Regions from separate parts of the Mus musculus genome. Here region 2 is linked to region 1. The links are chromatin contacts, called in public Hi-C maps. All regions are on one chromosome and are shown on one strand. Each heading gives the region's core, a stretch centred on a gene start, on an enhancer-like site or on the middle of the called end of the contact. The rest is flanking DNA. Distances are from core to core; before and after follow the strand shown.

Region 1 (6,986 bases), core at 2,485-4,984:
ACCTCCAACCCTGATGCTGTGTCTCCATCTACTCCACACTGGACACAGCTGCATTTCAGAGACTCCGGGAAACAGATCCACGGATCTGTCTTCTCCTTTTGCCTGCTTGCCCGCTGGCTCAGGAACAGCTGGATGTCCACAGTATGTAAACTTTGGCCAATCGCTCTGCGGGTGTCATGGTCCCTTACTTACTGAGGAGCTAACTTGGCTTCTGAGTCCCAAACCAACAAGTTCATGGCTGATGCCTGTTTGAGAAAGGACAGAAATCAAGACAAAACTGCTAAGAATTCATAAGACATCCACTAGGCCCTTCCCGAGTTCTCATTAAAGGTAGCTTTACAAAAGAGCTCACACCTCCACAGCTGTGACTAAACCAGCTGACCACATGCATTCACAGACTCATGCACGCATGCATCCATAGGTGATAAATACATATTTATTTTATACATATATACAGAAGACGCACACCTGAAATCTAGGGACTACATGCAGGCTCTGCTCTAAGCACTTGACAAACACAAGATCTTTCCGTCCTAGCAGCTCCTGCCACATCTACCCATATGCGTGAGGCAGACGCTAGACATGTCTGTATTTTATACAGGAGAAAGCTGAGCCACAGAGCGACAAAGTAGCTTTTCCAGCTAATAATTAGCAGAGTTAGGATCCAGGATGCCCTGACTGACCATGATGCAGGCTCTAATGTAAAATACTGGGCCCAGCAGGGATCTTGGCAGGTGGCAGGAAGCCACTGGTGTGGTTCCATCTTTGTTTTTCCTGGGGAGCAAGCAAGCGAATGGGTGCTCCAGACACTGCAAAGGTCTCCTGATGGAAAGAACTGTTCTAATCCTTCCTGGGACGGCCTCCTCCCCACCTCCCCCTGCACAAGCAAGGAGTCAGCCCAGCTTTTCTCCCCAGCCTCCTTCCTCCCCAGGGCAACTTGTACAGCTGCTCCACTGTCAGTGTGTTCAAGTTCAACTTGACTGAAGACTGCCTTAATCCCCTGCCCTCTAGTACCCCTTCTTTCCATCTCCAGTGTTTCTGCTGTTTTTCTCCCCCACTAAAATTGGCGACTCATCAGATTAGCATCTTTTGGTGCTGGGGAGGGGGTGTCATTTAAAAAAATCGACATTGGTAATATTAAGAAGGACAATAGGCCAAGGAGCCTCTAAATGCCAGAGGTGACCAGTGGGCTAGTTCTGTATGAATGTTCCTTTGTCACTCTCATCGAGTGACAAAGTATCTCCAAGTGATAGGCTAGCAGCCAATTAAGTTAAATAAATATGTGCTTTAAAAGCAGAACGCTTCAAACACTCGCCAGCTGCAACAGGATGGAACTGGGAGGTCTGATTGAACAGGCTCGGCGAATGAAATCTTTACAGACCTCAGCAGAAATAAATGCACAGATTTTCAGTTTTTAAAGAAAACGCACACGCGGCTGTTTGAAACCCACCCAGTGAATACTCGCTGCTTCTGAGCTGGACAGTGCTTGGGTACCAAATGCGGAGAAGAAAGCTTTGTGAGAGGAAAAAGCAAGCTGCACCTGGTATGCCCAGCCACATCTCCGATGGAACAGAGAATGCCTGTGGGTTCCAGGAAGAATGCCGACAAGTACCACAGATGAGCTTCTGTTGAATGTATTACACTCCAAATATTACATAGGGAATACGTATCAAAATGTTGTCTTTTTATCTGAAATTCAAGTATAACTGGGCATGTTGTGGTCTTTGTTGCTAAACAGTGACTTTGAATTCAAGATGGATAAGGAACCCCCATAACCCAGGAGTGGAGAAGTGATTAGCAGAAGAGAATCCTCAGGGCTGGGTATGGGGTTCAGTTGGGGGGAGTGCTGGCCCAGTGTGCCCAAGACTGTAGGTTTGATCCCCGGCACTGTATATGGGCACACACCTAGAATCAGTACCCAGCAAGGTGAGACCAGAAAGATCAGGAGTTCCAGATCATATGTGGAGACTTGGTGGCAAGCCTGGGATAAGTGAGTCCAGGTCTCCAAGACCAGAATGCTCTCCTGCGGTGTCTCTGGTATGAAGGTGGGTTAGATGGAAATTCAAGCCTTTGGGATTTTTGGGTTTTTTTTTTAATGGCACAGGGTGGGGCAGAGCTGATTGGGAGGGTTACTGGCAAAGTCACAAAGCACAGAATTGTCAGTCTCTGGCTGTGTTCTGCAGGCCCGAGAGCCGTTACAGGTAATGGAGAGGGCCCACAGGGAACAAAGGCCACACAGCAGGCTCTTCAATTCTTCTCTGCAAACAGAAGAGAGCCAGTAGGTCATAGTAGTCGTCACCATCAGAAGGACCTACTATGCGCCAAACACTTTACAACAAAGTCACACAGAAGCCTCAACAGTATCCCTTCCAAACAGGCATGATTAGTATCTCCTTGTGGGCAGGGAAACTAAAGGTCAGAGGTCAACTAGTTTACCCAGCATTATACTAAGGCTTGCATGCCACAGAGCTGGGTCCTAACCCTGTGCCCTTTGCAATTTTTTGCTCTCTCCCTGCCTGTCATTTGATTCTAGGCAGGTAGAATCTTGCCAGAACTGCAGGTGATCCCATTTGCCTCTGCTTAGCCTCCTCTTGTGGTACAGAGCCTCATCTGTGATTACTGGAGATTTTTCTTTTCTTGCAGGAACATAGCTGCGGTCATGATGAAGTCAGTAGAAAATGGGTTTTGTAGTTTAGAAACTCCCTTTATGGTCAACCCCAGGATATCCAGTTTTGCATAAAACAACAGATCACTGGAAAAAAAATTTTTAAAGAAAACTAATAAATACTCCCTTTAGAAAACAAGACAAGGAGGTGGGTGGAACCCGTGGACTCTTTAGACGGGTCTCATCGTCCCAGTCATGGCAGCATTGACAGCGGGTTTTCTCAGCTGACCCAGGAGAGCCCTGTTGGTTGTTGTTTCCCCATAAGGGCATAAACTGTGAGGACAGAAGATAAAAGTGAGCCATGAGGGCTGCCAAGCCCATGCAAGAAGCAAGGAGGCTGCACTTAGAAAGTGCTCCGGGCTGGCTATGTGCCCCCAAAGCCCATGTGTTAAAAACCTAATCCTGAAATTCCGGGTTTGGGCAGCAGCTCAGCGGTGGAGTGCCTGCCTCTGCAGCACAATTCCCTGGAGTCAATCCCCAGCGCTGCCAAGGAAACAAAGGGCAAACAGCAAACAATCCCGAATCAAAAACAACCAAAGCACCTCATTCATCCTCAAATTCATGGGCTAGGGAGACTTCTAGTAAGACTTTACTTTCAATTTGTTTTTATTTTATTTTATTTTTTTTAATGGATTAAAAAAATACTCTAGAGGCTAGAGAGATGGTTTAGTAGTTTAGAGCACTGCCTGCTCTTGCAGAGGACCCAGATTCAATTTGCAGTACCCACATGGTGGCTTATATCTAACTGTCTATAACTCCAGTTCCGGGGGATCCAACCTGTCTTCTGACCTCCACGGGAACCAAGCATGAATGCAGTGCACATACATGTTGTGTACAGGCAGGAACTGGCACACAGACATATTTCTAAACAAAAATAAATCAATCCTTTAAACGGATACCCTATTATTGGGGCAATCTGACCTAGACCTTTTAACCACTCCCATGGTTTGTTTGTGGTAAAAATACATAGAACATAACATTTGCCACTTAGCCATTTTTATGGTACGGGGCAAAGGTCTTAAATCACGGATACTCAGTGATCCTCGCCAGCCTCAGCCAGCTGTAATTGTAGAGGAGCACAAAGGGGCATGCGTGTGTTCATCCCCTGCCTCTTACAATGCCCAATGCCCTCTCCTTAGGGAGACTGAGCTGCTGCCTTGGCTCCCCCTACCCCCCCACCCCCCCTCCCCGAGCACACTGCACGGGGGGGGGGGGGGGTGTCTGCCTCTTTATTCTTCCATTTCACTCTCTGCTCTGTAAGCAACACTCTTCTTCAGGGAGGCCATCCCAGCCCTTACCCCAGGAAGTCCCCACTGGCTGCTCCCACACCCATTCTCCCCACTGGCCTCTCTCCTTTCTCGAGGTTTGTTCCCCTGTGAATCAGCAAACTTCCTGGGATCCCTTCCCCTGGCACAAGGCCGGGCTGGCTTCTGACTCTGGGATCTGCAGGCACTTGTTTTATTCCCTAGCTTGGGTCTGAGTGTCAGCTGGAGAGCTGTTTACATGTCTGTGGCCCCTAGAGACTTGTTTGCACAGGGCACTTACCTAAGTGGAGCTGGTTCCAAGCCCAGAGGCCCCTAGAGCCCTTCCAGACCTCCTCAGCAAGGGTGTAATTAGGGACTGAGGACAGTTGTTGCTTAAGTAGTTTTATACTTTCCAAAAACAGTTCTTCCGGCTTACTACCAAGCTTCAGGGCCCTTGTCTATCATTGGAGTCTCAAGCCTGAGGTCTCCAGTAATGTGACTTGCTCCAGTTTTAGAGTAAATGGCACAGTCTAGAGTGGTCCCATTATTCATGGTCTCAGGCCAAACCCAGTGACATGCATGCCCTAATCACAAAGCCTGCATCTCTACCAGGCCCTTCTTTTTCTTATCATGGTGTGGGAATAAAGTTGAGCTTCCTTCATATCTGCATTTGTTTTGGTTTTTTTTTTTTTTCAGGGACCCTTAATTGTGTGACACAAGGCTGTTCATTTTCAAAGGCTGAACAGAATTATAGTTCTGCTTCTTGCTTCCCTTCCCTCCCCTCCCCTTCCCTCCCCTCCCCTCCCCCTTCCTTCCTTCCTTCCTTCCTTTCTTTCTTTCTTTCTTTCTTTCTTTCTTTCTCTCTCTCTCTCTCTCTCTCTCTCTCTCTCTCTCTCTCTTTCTTTTGACAGGGTCTTATTATACATCTCAGCTTGCCCTAGAATTCGAAATCTTCCTGTCTCAGCCTTCCAAGTACTGGGATACTAGGTGTGTACCACCGTGCTAAGCTATTTCTGAATTATATTGCATGATCTAGTACCTTCTTCACGTTAAGGGAAAGCAGTCTAGCACAGAGCATTCTTTGGGGTAAAGTCGGGTGTGTACAATGCTCATAACACTTATCACATAACATTAAGAGATTCTCTCTACACGTGATGGTGACGGTGGTGGTAGGGATGAAGACGTCGATGGTGACAGTAATGAGGGGGTGTTTGTAGTGCCTGTGACAATGTTGAGGTGGTGGGGTGCAATGGTAGGGAGGAACCTGCCGAAGATGAGGAGGAGGGAGGAAGGGGGGTTGTAAGGGGAGGCACATTCGACCATTATAAGTGCTCTTGATCAGTAGCCCTTATCAGCTTGAAAGATCCACCATATAACCCCTCCTTTCACTGACTGTCCCATGAGCATACTTTAGAAGCATTGGAAACCCCGTGGGTTTTGTAGATAATGGTGGGGGTCTGAATTGAGAAAATGCAGAGCTTTCTCACAGAGCTTTGGGGTAAGATACCTGTAGAGGTTTTTACCTACCTGGTGTTTTTAGCTCACCTTGGAACTCTTTATATGGGGACGGAAGTGGGGGTGGGGATACAAAACAAAACAAAACAACACGATGAGAATTACAGGTTGCACCCAGAAGCTGCGTGAGGAGAAAAATCACGTGGACGGCAGATCAAACTTCAGGCTTCTGTTTCCTGGTAACCTGGACTCCTGGAGTCCGCTTTCCTCCTCTTCCACAGGAGAATATTACCTTGACTTGAGCAGCTGGGGCAGGTCAGAGAGCCTGGCACAAGGGTCATTTTGAAGGAACGCCAGCTTCTTTGGAACTCGTACCACTCCCAGCACAAAGTCCAGTGAGACTATGCTGCCTGGGGCAGTTTCAAATACTCATGTCTCCAGTGGTCACGTCCTGCCCTGACTGCTTTTCATGAGCCCCGGGATTGCTTATAAGAACGCGTTTTGCAGGCTGGAGAGATGGCTCAGTGGTTAGGAGAGCATATTGGCATATTGTTATTGCAAAGGAACAGAGTTTGATTCCCAGCTTCTACAAAAGTGAGCTCACAACTGCCTGGAACTCCAGCTCCAGGGGAGCTGACTCCCCTTTCACCTCTCACACATATACACACTCACACACATACACACAAACACAGAAAAAAAAAACTTAAAGAATCTCATGGGGAAGTAGACAGATAGCTCAGTGGTGATGAGCACTTGAGTTTGGCTCCCAGCACCCAGGTCAGGAAGCTAACAGCCACCTGTAATTCTAGCTCCATGAGATCCAGCCCCCTCTGCTGGTCTCCAGAGGTGTCCCCCCACCCCACCCCCCATCAGTCAATAGTAAAAGTGTATATATATATTTTTTGTTGTTGTTGTTGTTTTTTTGTTTGTTTGTTTTTGAGACAGGGTTTCTCTATAAAGCCCTGGCTGTCCTGGAACTCACTCTGTAGACCAGGCTGGCCTCAAACTCAGAAATCCGCCTGCCTCTGCCTCCCAAGTGCTGGGATTAAAGGCGTGCGCCACCACGCCCGGCTAAGTATATCTTTTTTTAAAAGAAGCTTTATGATTCTTAGCACTTAAGATATCAAAGCTTTAGGCATGTGAGGAACTGAGAGGAAGGGAGGGAGGGAGAGAGAGAGAGAGAGAGAGAGAGAGAGAAGAACTCAATTGGTTGAATTCCCATGGAGTGGATGGACATTCTGGTGGACTTCATCATGCAAAATGATTCTATAACTTTTTTAGACTGTCAGAATTGTTTTTTGTGGTGGTGGTTGTTGTTTTGCTTGCTTGCTTGTTTGTTTGTTTGTTTGTTTAATCTGGCCCCAGTTCTTTCTTATACCAATCCGTAATCCCCATGTATGCCCTCTGGTACCTGAATAAAACATTGAGATTCCGCTACTTGGATTTGGCCTGCTGCAATATTTATAGACCATAGTCACGCCTTCACATAGTCATTCATATGCATAGCACATTTTCTTTATATATGGGTCCTATTCATTTTTAGTAATTATTTGGGAATTCTGTACAATGTACCTAGATCACACTCACTTCCTATTCCTCCCCGGTCCACCATCCCATCCTCA
Region 2 (6,986 bases), core at 2,247-4,746, 420 kb before region 1:
GCAAGCGGAGCAAGACAGGGGAAGCAAGCCAGTAAGTAACATCCCTCCATGGCCTCTGCATCAGCTCCTGCTTCCTGACCTGCTTGAGTTCCAGTCCTGACTTCCTTTGGTGATGAACAGCAGCATAAGTGTAAGCTGAATAAACCCTTTCCTTCCCAACTTGCTTCTTGGTCATGGTGTTTTGTGCAGGACTAGAAGCCCTGACTAAGACACAGGCGTTCAGGCAAGGCTGAGACTGCTAAGATTCTGATACTTTCTCTCTATTATGTCTTCCACCCTCAAGTTAGCTCTGAACACTTCCTGACATGGATGGCACAAAGGCACGGTGATGTGGGAGATCCTGAGTATGTGCAACCAACCTCATTTCTCAATCTTAAGGGGGTGTTATTATTCAAGGCAGACGAAGGGAATACATAACCAACCTACACTGGCAAATGTGCTAGAGTCCAGCCAGCTCCTGGGAAATAGCGGTGTTTACAATACCAACCATGGGCAGAAGAACCCTTCTTTTTCCACAGTAGTCACAATTTTCCATTCTAATTCTAACATGGTAGTAGGATGGGGAAACTGTTTTAAACACAATTCTTAACATTGCATAGACATGGTTTTTAGGATACGGGTTTTGTTTGGTTTTACTTAAAAAAAAATATATAGCCATTTAAAAATCCAAATCAACCCTATAAGTGAATTAGATGCCATCTAGAATTCATGAGAAGAGAAGAATCGCAAATCTGAGCAATTAATTATTAAGCACTCAACCGCCAAATATAGTACCTGTGGGCACAGAGGCCTCTCCTGTGAGATGCGCTAACTAATTGCAAAGCCGAGGCTCAGGGAAGTCACACTGGGAAGCATGGGGCGCACAGAGAGGTCTGTTGGCTTGGCCACATTCAAAGGAAAAGTGGAAATCTAAGAAGAAAAGTATTTAAGCCCCCATGGGAAATCTATTCACTAGGCAAGCATGAAAGAGAGAGAGAGAGAGAGAGAGAGAGAGAGAGAGAGAGAGAGAGAGAGAGAGAGAAAGGGGAACATAGGTGATAATGAGAGCCAGTGAGACAGAGGGAAGTTGATGAGAGTATTTATTTAACATGAGGTGCAGGACCTTGGAACCTGAGGACTTCAGATTCAGATAGCATAGATTTAGCACATAATAGGTGCTCAACGTAGGCACACAGTAGGTGGATGGAGGGATGTTTGCCCTCAGTTTGAGAAAACAAGATTTTTAATACTTATACATATTATTAGAAACAGTACTTAGTGTGGATTGAATGTTAAAACTTACCCCACCACCCCAAAATTCAGTGGTAGAGACCCCAGCCATCTTTGTGATTAAATATTGGAGATGGGGACTGTAAAGGTGATTAGGATCAGATGAATTCATGAGAGCCAGGCTCTGGTGTGTGGGATTAGTGCCATTGAAGAGGAGACAGCAGAACTTGGTCTGTGTCCCTGTCTGTACACATAAACACAAATACCAAGGAAGGCAGCTGTCTGAATGCTGGGAAGAGAGCCCCTACCAGGACATAACAGCCAGCACCTTTGACCCTGAACTTTCCCATCGCCCGAGTGGTGAGAGATGCATTTCTGTTGTTGAAGCCACCCATCTGTGGCATTTCGTCTTGATACTTCATTTTGCCAGCCAGAGCAGGTCAAGATTTATTTCATACACACAGGATTATATAATAGTGCATAGGCTGTACATTGTGTATACATTTAGATGTAAGTTTTACTCTAACTTTTAATAAGTAAAATGGTAGAACGTGTCCTTAGCATGAATGAGGTTCTGCATTCAACCTTGAATATAAAATATAAATATAAAACTTAAAAATATGAAAATGACAAAAATGAAGTTATCATTAAATGTAAAATTATTTCCCAGTTCAATAAAAATTGGTTATATTCATGCTTCAGAGGACTTGGATCTTGGATCCCTTGCCAGGGCCTCTGCATCCGTGAGGCTGTGCAAGACCCAACAGGCAATGACGTTGTCAAAGAAGCATCCGGCTTTAGCACAGGCAAGCCTCAGACTCTGTGTTTCATTTTCTCTTAGTTTTTGTCTTTCTCCCTAGACTAGAGTATCAGCATTCCCTCCAAGGGCACACCTTCAGTGGCCCAACTTCCATTAGGCCACATCTCTTGGACAGGTCTAGGGACCAAACTTTACTCTATAGAGCCAGCTGAGAGCAAATGGGTCAGTGTGGCCTGGGTTTAGTGAAAGGAGTAATCCATTGAACATGAAGGTGGTACTTCATCTAGCTGAGTGGTTCCATAGCTACAGTACTACATGAGACCTGGAATACAATCCTTAGCACCACAAAAAAGTAAATAAAAATAAATAAATAATAAATATATTTTTTAATGAGGGCTGGAGAATGGCTCAGAAATTGTGAGCATTGGCTGCTCCTCCAAGTGAATACAAGTTCAATTCCCAGCACCCACATGGCAGCTCACAAACATCTGCAACTCCACTTTTATAGTATCTGACACCCTCTTCTGACCTCCGTGGGTACTGTATGCCCATGGTACACAGACGTACATGCAGGAAAGAGCACAACACACAAAAATCAATCAATCAATCAATCAATCAATCAATCAATCAATCAGCCAAACAATCAATCAATTTAAAACAAATTAAAATGACTTAAATCCTAAAAAGTTTAAATCAGGAATTGATGGAAGGCAGTCTATAGGCTCTTTCTAATGACCCTGTCTTCTACTGCTAGGCAGTCTTCCCTCACAGTGCCAAGGTGGCCGTCATATCAACTGGAATCCATGAGTGAGGAAAAGAACCAACAGCAGTGAAAATCTGTTTGGGTTCCAGCAGTTCCCTGTGGTAGCACCGTGTGTTGTGCTGTGCTGGCCAGGGTGTGAGCTGCTGGGATATGCAGCAGCAGCAGCAGCAGCAGCAGCAGCTCCCTTAGATCATCTGAGCTATGGCGCTCAGATCCTGGGAAGTGAGAGAGGAGCAGGAAGGACCCAGGAGTCCTGATAGAGTTTAGAGAACCCCAAATCTCTATGCAGCACTTCATTTTAATATCAACCTCTCGGTTATATTCAAGCCTACAAATCCTGAACTATGATCAGGGACACGGGCATAGATGAGTAGCATTTTCAGAGTATTTTTTTGTGATGGTGATGGTTTTAGTGTTGTTGATGATAGTGTGTGTGTGTGTGTGTGTGTGTGTGTGTGTGTGTGTGGTATGTCTGTGTATGTATCTGTGAGTGTGTGTATGTGCATCTGTGTGTTATGGAGCATGTTGTGGGTGTGTAGGTATATGCACCCATGCACACATATACAAAGGGCAAAGCAGGACGTTGGCTGTCCTGGATCACCTCCACATTATTGCCTTGAGACAGACGTTCTCACTGAATCAGAAGCTCGGCTTATAGCCAGGCTGGCCAGCCAGTGAGCTCGTGGGATTTGCTTTTCTCTGCTCCCCAGTGCTGGTGTCAGAGACACACAAAGCCACAGCCAGCTTTTTCTGTGGGTGCTGGGGACTTGGACTCAGGTTGGCACACTTACAAAGCACCTGCTCTTTTCCGTTCAGCCATCTCCCTGGCCACTTATTGACTTCTTCACGTGAGCCAGGAACTGGGACAAGGCCTTTGGTATGACCTGCCTGTGCTATAAAGATGAACATGTCCGTGTGGAGATCACCAGCCTCCTACAAAGACCTGGAGTTTTTCCAACAAACAGGCTTAACTTCCCCCCTTACTTCTGCTAGCATAAATTAAGGCCGTAGATTGTATTCTATAAAGTCTGTACACTGCTGTTCACCACTGTAGAAGTCGGTATCAAAGGTATCGATCTTGGAGTCCATCCAGAGGACTCTGCTTTGGAAGAGCCGTAAAGATATTCATCATTTTTTTAAAATGTAGAGTAAAGTCACAGGTCCAAGAGCTGAGGGTTACCTTTAAAGAGTGGTTCCAGGCAATGGACACATTTTAACCAAGCTGCCCCTGGCCTGCACTGGGATCATTTACTGGGCTTGTCCATCTCCAGGCTCCCTAAGAGCAGCACCCACCTCTATCTAGACCTTGTACCTGGGGCATACATGGTTTACACTAATTCCTATAATGGAAATGCAATGAACAACGTGCCTGGGCCACCGACTTGGAGTGACCCGTGGCTTGAGCAGCCTCTCTCCGAGCTGTGCCTCACAGAGAGCTCTTATGGAAGCTGGGCATTGGGGATGCTCTCGGTGAAGCCAAAGACCAAGCTGAAGGGATGGAAACTGGGATCCAAGCACTGAAACATCCCAGGAAAGCTTACATACACTCTGTAAAATGGAGACCGGAATGCAGATGCCCTCTGGACAAGCCACAGACAAATGCAGGTGCTAAAGAGCAGAGCATGACTATTTCATGTTAAAACCCAGGCTTTTCTAACCTCTTTGCTCCCCTCTGTGGATGAAGACAGAACTGAGAGCAGCTTTCACTCTGTAAATGCCAAAGCAGGAACAAAGAGCCTTCTCTTTTCTTTTACAATTTCATTATTATACTCTAAGTGTCTCATGAACTTTCTTGTTAAAAATATTTTAATAGATATTATTTTTATATGTGTCAATTATATAATATAAATAATATAATATGTATATTTTGTATTATAATAATACATTATATATTCTATACATATATGCTGATTCAAAACCTTCCATACTTAAGTCTAAGGTATTCCAAATGCACACTGGGTCTCCTCCCTCTAAAATTCCAAGCCAGGTCTGAAGGGTAAAGTGGAGTAGCAGCCATCTTACTGTAGCTTAACTAATGACTCCCTCTGTACTGGAATCTCCCACAGACAAAAGCAAGGCCAGCTAGGCAAGAGGTATGGAAACAGGTGGTGTGGAGAGGGTAAAGGAGTGAGGAGGGGGTGAAGGGGTGCAGTGGGGGCAAAGGGCGTGGCAGGCTGAAGGGTGCCATGGGGTATTTCCCTCTCTGTCCCATGACACTTTCCCTGTAATACAGCTGGTAATAATTAGTAGAGGCTCTACAGATGGGCTCAGCTTAGGCAGTCTCATTCTTCAGGCTGTTTGTGCCCTGCCACAGAGGACGTTCCCTGGGCTATCTCCTGCTTCTGACCCCTCCCCCGAGGGCACTTCCCTGTGCTGGCCTAACAGAGATGATGGCTGAGCAAAGAATATGGGAAGCTGCCATGCAGCTTGAGTTCAAATGCCTCGAGTTCTCTGAACTTCATTTTGTCATCTGTAAGGCTGACTGGCTGTTCATTTCTACCTGCAGGATAAAGTGAATGAACTCACTCAGCAAAGTATCATCTGAGAAGGGTCCAGAACAGCACTTAGTGAACAGTACCCCATGGAAAGGTGTTTGTTCCACTCCAAGGAGACAAGAGTCTTCCATGAAAGGGCAGCCAGGCTGCTGCTGCACATGGAGCTGGAAGGAGGTGAACTGTGCTTCCTGTTACAGAAATGTGCTTCCCTTGTAGGAAATTTCCATTTTCTAATTAGTCTTGCAAGCCCCTGAATATTCTAAAGTAAGAGAATATTTCAAATTATAGGTAACTTGCTTTTGGGGGTGGGAAACGAAATTAAATATATAAATGTACCTTTAAATAGAGGTTAATTAACTGACAATTTAGAACATGGAAATCTGAAGGGAAAAAAAAAAAGAATGGAAGATTTTGAGGTAGTCAAGCTGAAAGACTTGGAGCTGAATTCCAGCTTAGCAGTCCTTAACTATTTCATCTCTGGAAGGCTCCTCCTCCTGGCATTCAGTGTGTGCAGAAGACACACGTTCCTGTCTCTCAGGGAAGCCATGCAGGTGAACTAGGATGACTGAGAACAGCCAAGGCCACGGAGTACTCAGGGATGAGTCCACAGATATTCTCATTTAAATTTGGAAACACATCTGCCAAGCCCATGCAGGGAGACCTTAAGTATTGGGGTCTAGGACCTGGTAGCTTCATTACGTGCAATTCTACATAGCTGTGTATTCTGATTTCCCAGCCTCCACCTGCCCAGGTAGCAAGCAGCACCAAAAGAGAGAATAAATATATAAGAAGACTGGGTCTCTTGGGGTCCTTCCAGTTAGGGACAATTGCTCTACAGGTGTAAGTAATCTCTGTATCACAGAAGACTGTATCACAGTCTGTTGCTAAGGTTAACATCTGTGTGGTCATCTCCAAAAGATGCAGGTAAGGCTAGTTGTGCCTGTGGCCCAGAGGAAAGAGATCTCAAGTGGGGCATCACCGCATCACTTCAAAGCATTTGAAAATGTGTCTCAAGCAGATTAGGAAAAAGAGGCCCAGATCCTCACTTGGGACCTGCAGAGACTGTGAGAGACTCTTCACTGTGGAGGAAAGTGTTGGGTTGCTCCTATGCAGTGGAGGATGAAGAGGAAGGCTGACTTTTGACAAAGGAGAAGGTCAGCAACACTAGGCTGCCAGAGAAGGAGCGAGTGGACACAGCATGGGACAGGTGTGTGCAAGCATCCTAGTGCAAAAAGCAGGTGGTCCGCAATCAAGGGGTTCCGTGATTGGCTGCAGGAGCCAGAGGCTTGGGTGCAAATACAGCTCTGACTTATTGCTTGAGGGCTCTTCAGCTTAACGTGAAAGTGGCTTCTAGGTAGAAGATGCCATGCAGTAATCTGAGGGTAACTATGTTAGTACATAAGGAGACCCTTACAGACTGTTGGGCACAGCACAATACTTTAATGTCTGGTGCCACCAAACACACTAAAAGCCAATAAGTTGTGACTGATGGTTCTTATCCTTGCCTACCTAGCACTAACTAAATGTGTCCTGACCTTGGGCTCTACTTACATTCTGTTTATTATATTTGTCTCAGGCATAGTCACATTCTACCTCAAGCTTGAGAATCTAAAACAGAAAGTGGAGAAATGTAGCCAGCACGGCAGAGAGTTAGGACATTACCTTGACTATGACCTAGGCTACTTATAAAAGAAAGAATTTCATTGGGCTTCCAGCTCCAGAGGGACAGAGTCCATGGTGGGGAGGGAAAGCATGGGGC

Evidence for each region. Hi-C and Micro-C count contacts between places; a contact is called where the count stands out from the background.
Region 2: a contact with region 1 is called in a Hi-C map of liver, with 1.6 times the contacts expected there. The contact joins two enhancer-like sites. A contact is called at or near these places in 1 of 484 Hi-C or Micro-C datasets (liver), 1 of 115 datasets of contacts at active chromatin or transcription factors (hepatocytes) and 1 of 9 other capture datasets (embryonic stem cells).

What each region holds. Positions count from the first base shown.
Region 1 is chr3:101,525,504-101,532,489 of GRCm38.p6, reverse strand. All of the region lies in intron 1 of Gm33162 (a long non-coding RNA gene), which reads left to right. Among named protein-coding and RNA genes, the nearest start is that of Gm33162, 7.9 kb to the left of the region's middle. Within about 2 kb of position 3,734, at least 61 of the 459 cell types and tissues checked have an H3K27ac peak or open chromatin away from gene starts, as enhancers often do. A contact at or near this core is called in hepatocytes and liver, where this site is marked.
Region 2 is chr3:101,950,176-101,957,161 of GRCm38.p6, reverse strand. No RefSeq gene overlaps it. Among named protein-coding and RNA genes, the nearest start is that of Slc22a15, 29 kb to the right of the region's middle. Within about 2 kb of position 3,496, at least 6 of the 459 cell types and tissues checked have an H3K27ac peak or open chromatin away from gene starts, as enhancers often do. A contact at or near this core is called in hepatocytes and liver, where this site is marked.